Regions from separate parts of the Mus musculus genome. Here region 2 is linked to region 1. The links are chromatin contacts, called in public promoter capture Hi-C maps. All regions are on one chromosome and are shown on one strand. Each heading gives the region's core, a stretch centred on a gene start, on an enhancer-like site or on the middle of the called end of the contact. The rest is flanking DNA. Distances are from core to core; before and after follow the strand shown.

Region 1 (3,264 bases), core at 356-2,855:
ACAAACCTCGCTTTAGAAACAAAATAGTACGGGCCAGTCATAGTTGCACATGTCTTTAATCCCAACACTTGCCTTGCAAAGGCAGGCAGATCTATGAGTTCTAGGCCAGCATAAAGAGTTCTACAGAGCAAGTTCTTCTGGGACAGCCAGGGCTACATAGAGGAAATATGAGAGAGAGGGGGGGGAGGGGGAAGAGGGGGAGAGAGGGAGAGAGAGAGAGAGAGAGAGAGAGAGAGAAAGGGGGAGGGGGAAAGGGGGAAGAGGGGGAGAGAGGGAGAGAGAGAGAGAGAGAGGGAGAGAAAGGGGGAGGGGGAAAGGGGGAAAAGGGGGAGAGAGGGAGAGAGAAAGGGGGAGGGGGAAAGGGGGAAGAGGGGGAGAGAGGGAGAGAGGGAGAGAGGGAGAGAGGGAGAGAGGGAGAGAGGGAGAGAGGGAGAGAGGGAGAGAGGGAGAGAGGGAGAGAGGGAGAGAGGGAGAGAGGGAGAGGAATCCAAAGCAGGGAGTCCCACAGTAGGTGAACACTGTCTGACCAGGCAGACCCAGGAACCAGAGGCTGTGCGCAGTAGGGTAGGGACTGTGTCTGGTGAGTGTTTGGCACGGCGGAGCTCTTACCGAGCAGGAGGAAGGACAGGACCCACTGCAGCACCGCAGCGGTCTGTAGGCACCGTGCCAGCGGGGTGTTGAGTGGCGCGAACTCGACCATCATGGTTCTACCCGGAGGACTCCTTTCGCAGGATTTGTGGTACTGCTACCGACTGGGAGGCCGAGGCTCCAGCTGGCCGGAAAGGAACCAATTCGCCCTGGGGCAGGAGGTGAGGGAGGGTGCGCGGCGTTGAGGCGGGGTGCTGGGGATCACTAATCACAGCTTGAGGCAGAACCCTGGTCACTCGTGGGAGAGGTCAGCCTGCCTGCCCAATCGCTAGGGCCTGGGCCTCCACCCGTATTTGACCATTGTTCATCTGATAGACCGCCTAGCACTCAGCTCCAGCATCCACCCATAAACCCACCTCATCCTCTGAAGCCAAGAATTGGGGAGTGGGTAGTTTGGTTAGTTCTTTGAGGTCCAGCACTAGCTGGAGGAAAGTGTGGGACTTGCGTTTATTAGTGTGGGTCTCCACACTACCCCCCCCCCCAAGGTGTGTGCGTATGCGAGTGCACGCACGGGTCTCTCTTTTTGTGTTTTCTTTTGTGTCCTAAAATTCCTACACAAATCCTGGATGATTTCCTTTCATTCATTCTCTTAACCCATATATACTGAAAGCCCACCAAATCTCCATTATCTTGTGAGAAAATGACCTTTTTGGGGGGGGGGCAGGAAAAAATCTAAGCAAACTAACCATACAACTGAATAGTATACAATTACAAGACCCTATTATAAACGCTAGAGTGAAAGAGTTAGAATCCGGTGGGACAACTTCTTGTGCCTGTTTCTTTCTCAGCGTTTACCTGCATAGTTTTCTTAAATGTGTGCACAGCAGCATGTGGAGAGACCAGAAGTGAACCTCAGATATGTTTCTCAATACTATCTTAGCCCTCGACTTTGGTTTTTGAGATAGAGTCAACGGAGCTTGGGACTCACCCAATTAGGCTGCTCTGGCAAAAGCTCCCAAAAGCTCTGGGCGTGCTCTGGTATTACCTCACCAGCCTGACTTTTTACCTGAATTCTGGACATCAGATTCAGATTTTTCACGCTTGCAAGCATTTTAACAGTTGAGCTGTCTTTCCAGCCCTTGAGTTTTAAATGATTGCTTTAATTAACTGAAGAGGTCTACAGGCAAAGGGAAATGTGTGTGCAAAGGTCTTCCTAAGAAAAGGGGAAGGGCACCATTTGTAACTTCTTGGCAAAACTGTTTTTGTTTGTTTGTTTGTTTTAGTTTTGTTTTTCTGGTCGAAGAGGTACTTTCTTCTTTCTTAGAGTTCTTTCTGAGCCACCCTCCATGCTAGGTGGGAGATTCTGTGATTGAATATTATGTCACACACTGTGACAGTCTCTTGCCAGGTATGCCCTGACTCCATAGCAACACTTCGAAGTATTCATGCCAATTTGGAGCTAGGGAAATTGGGACTCAAAGTAGAGGCCAGCCTGGGCTACCAGACCCTGTCTCAACAATTAAAACAACCTACACACACACACACACACACACACAGATAGAGAGACAGAGACAGACAGAGAGGAGAGAGAGAGGAGAGGAGAGGAGAGGAGAGGAGAGGAGAGGAGAGGAGAGGAGAGGAGAGGAGAGGAGAGGAGAGGAGAGGCCAGGCGAGGAGAGGCCAGGCGAGGCCAGGTGAGGCCAGGCGAGGTGAGGGGACGGGAGGGGAGCGGAGAGGGGAGGGGAGCGGAGAGAGAGAGGGGAGGAGGAGAGGAGAGGAGAGGGGAGGGGAAGGGAGGGGAGGGGAGGGGAGAGAGAGAGGAGGAGGGGAGGGGAGAGAGAGAGGAGGAGGGGAGGGGAGAGAGAGAGGAGGAGGAGAGGAAAGGAGAGGAGAGGAGAGGAGAGGAGAGGAGAGGAGAGGAGAGGAGAGGAGAGGAGAGGAGAGGAGAGGAGAGGAGAGGAGAAAAGAGGCGAGAAGAGGAGAGAAGGAGAAGAGCTGTAATTGTAGGTAAGTGCTGAAGACTCTGTCTTGTCCTTTCCTGGAAGCTAGGCAGAACAGAGATGAAATGAAATTCAGATGAAAGATACAAATGGTAGGATATGCAGAACACCTAAAACCCTTGGTCCTAACCACTTAGAATGTTATTGATGATGCATTTGTCACCTCACAGAAAGCAGCTAGTAAAGAACAATTGAATCTTTTGTTGGAGGTGGAGGACTGGCTTGAGAGAGGGACTCCTGTTGCTCAGGTGAGCTGCATTCCATATGTTAATGAACTTGATCTCGTGACCCACCTCCCTAAGGGGCTTACAGGCAGGCAACATCAGGATCAGCAAGAACCATCGTGTTTTAAAAGACTTATTTACTTTTATATGTGTAGGGTTTTTTTCTATTTTGATTTTATGTGTATGGGTGATCTGTCTGTCTGTCTGTGTACTACATGTATGTCTGGGTGCCCACAGAGGCCAGAAGAGGTATTGGATCCCTGGAACTTGAGTTACAGACAGTTGTGAACTGTTATATGGCTACTGGATATTGGGCATGAACGAAGAGCAAGCTGTTCTCCCGCCCAAACACATATCACAGTCCGTTGAAGTCATTCTCTGACCCAACAGGGGGTCAATTCACTGACCTATCATCATCTCATCATTTTATTGTTTTGATTTTTTTTTTTTTT
Region 2 (3,264 bases), core at 254-2,753, 1.1 Mb before region 1:
GGAGGTTGGCGTGTCTGCATATGGGGTTGAGTTTGTTTTTTCCCTGAAAACAAACAGTATTTCCATATTCCATACACAATGATGTCCAGTCTAGATCCTGAGAAAAAGTACAGCCATTTGGATGTGAACGAAAGCAAGATTTCAGAAGATCTCTCTAATATATACTTTAAAAGAAATGTGAGAGTTCTCATTTTATAGGTGTGGGATCTAAGCAATGAGACGATCCTGACTGGGTCAAGTCCTCCCCTACAGCTCCACAACTTTTGATGGTAGAAATTATATGGGGTTATACATAGATGCATAGCTGTTGCTGAATTGAGGCTCCAAAGGTGTGATGTTTGCTTTGCGTTTTACTAGGTACACTGGACGACCACACCTGTAACTCAGAGGTTGAGTTTGAACTTAATTTTTGCTGCAACCAATGTGGGAGAAAATTCAGGCAATAACTATGTACTACATGGCTACTTGTCAGTCAGTCCAGGCCTATTGGATTCCAAATGAACATAATAGTAAAATAAAGTAAGATGTTGTGGAGCATCATGGGCTCAATATGAAAACTTCAATCCTTTCACCCTGTATAAACATTTGCAAAAGATATTTATGATATCATTTGCAAGATGTCTCTTTAGGTCTGGGATCAAAAAAACCTTTTTAAACCATGAAATAATGGGGTAGTCTGATCTATTTGTAAATTGATATCACAAGTGCTTTCTGAATCATGAGAGCAAAATTATGGCACAGCTAGATTAGCAGACATCACACAAATAAAGCTTACACACTGGTACAACCACTTCTACCATAGGCTCCACATCAAAACTTGGGTCTTTTAAAGATCATACTAAATCTAACTAAAGTTACTTTAAGATTTAAAAATCCCCCAATATTTAAATTCCATTTTTCCTGAACATATTTACTTTATTTATTTACTTATTTAGTTGTTTATTTATTTATTCTGTGTGTGTGTGTGTATGTATGTATTCATGTCCTCTGGCTTGGTAGAACATGTTTTTACCCAATGAACCATTTTTCCAGCTTCTGAGTTACTTGTGAAAAAAAATTATTTATATGTATATAATAAATAATGAAATATAACTTGTGAAAATACTTGTAATTTATTAATAAGAATCGAGAGACCATAACAGACTGATTCTGTAGTAATTGCTGTGCTTGTAGCAAACGTTTGTAACACAAGTGCTCCCATAATACACTTGACAACTTAAGATTTATGTCCTGTTCTCGAGTCTTGGATATAGAAACAAAAAATTTAGGACTTTGAGCAAAAGTAACCCAACTAGGCAGAGAGAGAACTCAAAATTCTTTTTTTGTTGTTGTTAACTATGGAAAACTGGTATATTTTTTAACACCCTTGAAAGACTGATAATTAAATGCCAGCTTTGCTGCCAACTGCTAAAATTATTTTTTGTGTGCCAATGACTTTATGGTGTATTCTGTGACTATACATTGCTAAAATTAGGTTAGATTGCTGAATTTTAAAGTAGCTATTTGGAGTGTTTGGCAAGGGAGAGAAGTGAGAAATACTGTCTATGGAGTGATGGACAGAATAATCATTTCCAGCAAAAGGGGCCTAACAACATCTGTAGCATGCTCCCAGAAAATACTTCATGAAATATGAGTATTTAACAGGTCTGATTAAAACACATACGTCATGTGGTAAGGGCAGAACAGGACCCTGGAAGGAATCAAATGTGTGAGGCCTGCTGCACTATCAAGTAATTTGTCCTGAGAATGCCTGAATGAAATTAAAACCATATGAAGATACTTCCCCATGATGACCCAACACGTGACCAGTATAATGCTGGGTACTTTTCTTATATGTTATATTGTTAGATCCATGTGTTGTACTGAGAACAAAAACATCAGCGTTTAAGATTTTTCTGGAAGGGCTAGCTATTGAGCCATGATGAAAGCTTATGCAGATGAACTTTTGAAGACCTTCCCCATGGTGTACCTCTGTACTCCAGCACCATGCCTACAAGCTGCCATGCGCCCTGCCAGTCAAATGCATTCTTTTTTTTTTGTTGTTGTTGTTGGATTTTCGAGACAGGGTTTCTCTGTGTAGCCCTGGCTGTCCTGGAACTCACTTTGTAGACCAGGCTGGCCTCGAACTCAGAAATCCACCTGCCTCTGCCTCCCAAGTGCTGGGATTAAAGGCGTGCGCCACCACGCCCGGCTCAAATGCATTCTTTTATAAGAGTTGCTTAGGTTGTGTGTGTGTGTGAGAGAGAGACAACTACTCAAAGGCTTGTGTTGGTAATCTGCAGGCCCTTTCACACCACAGATGTGGAGACTACACTAGTCTGTTGACAAGTGTGAGTACTAGGGTGGTGGAAAGTCCTCAGGTCGAAGTTGGCTGTGTGGTGCTGTACCACTTTCTGCCACTTCCTGGGTCAGTCTTGACATGGGATTGTGCCTACCACCACCTGTCCATACCTATTGACTGTTTCTTGCTATTGGTTGCAACAGCTGTGAATACAAATGACTCTTTAAGCAGTCTTGGCATGTTCATGGCCTGGAACCTGGTTTTACTAAAAAAAAAAACAAAAAACAAAAAACAAAAACTCCATTCTCTTGACTTATTTTTGAAAAATGTGCATAGTTTTTGTTGGTCTTCAGAGGTGCACAGGGTTGGATGGAGCACACATTCACTGTCCTAGAGGCTCTACATCAAGCGTGTTCCATCGAATTCCTTGCATTCTTCATTCAACCAATAGCCCAAGGGTGATAGGGTCCATTCTGATAGTATTATGTTGCTTGGAGTGCAGTGTATTGTGTGGAGAATGGCTTTAGTTATTGCCTGTGGAGTTAAAAATATTTAAATTTTACAGAAAACGAGGACCCACCAACTTCAAGTTTCTTAAAGATTTTATAGGTTGGATTAGTTTCACAGATATATACATACATTCATTATATGGGATAGTCCACAGTCCTCAGAAATCTGTAAACAGTTCATCAAGTTAAAAGAGGACCTGTTAGCTTGGGATCTGGGTCACACTCTAAAGAACTATGACTTTCAGTGTGTGTGGAATTAACTCAGGCCTTATGCTTTTCTTGGATTGTTTCCAAAGTCAACCACTGATGCCTTCTGGAATTAACACCTCCAGACTCTTTGTCTCAAAGATGTGTTGCCAGCCCCTCGGTATGGACTGAAACATAACCAAGCAAGGACTAATGGCTGTGTCCTCAGTGTTGTTGCAAGAAATATTTAAAGAATTGTTAGTGTTTATTTTAAAACTTACCTTTACT

The links. Promoter capture Hi-C pulls out the DNA fragments that hold promoters and counts their contacts.
Region 2: a contact with region 1 is called in a promoter capture Hi-C map of second pharyngeal arch cranial neural crest, with 5 times the contacts expected there. The contact joins the enhancer-like site here to the promoter of Mogat1 in region 1. A contact is called at or near these places in 17 of 39 promoter capture datasets (the 3T3-L1 cell line, 3T3-L1-derived adipocytes, the C10 cell line and 10 more), 12 of 484 Hi-C or Micro-C datasets (the C2C12 cell line, cerebral cortex, embryonic fibroblasts and 7 more), 1 of 115 datasets of contacts at active chromatin or transcription factors (embryonic stem cells) and 3 of 9 other capture datasets (adipose tissue, liver and macrophages).

The regions. Positions count from the first base shown.
Region 1 is chr1:78,509,401-78,512,664 of GRCm38.p6, reverse strand. Mogat1 (monoacylglycerol O-acyltransferase 1) reads right to left here and starts at 1,605. Exons shown (of 7, transcript NM_026713.3): 1 at 1,577-1,605; 2 at 610-797. The coding sequence starts at 703.
Region 2 is chr1:79,655,775-79,659,038 of GRCm38.p6, reverse strand. The region is part of intron 1 of Ap1s3 (adaptor-related protein complex AP-1, sigma 3); the gene reads left to right. Among named protein-coding and RNA genes, the nearest start is that of Ap1s3, 15 kb to the left of the region's middle. Within about 2 kb of position 1,503, at least 10 of the 459 cell types and tissues checked have an H3K27ac peak or open chromatin away from gene starts, as enhancers often do. A contact at or near this core is called in second pharyngeal arch cranial neural crest, where this site is marked.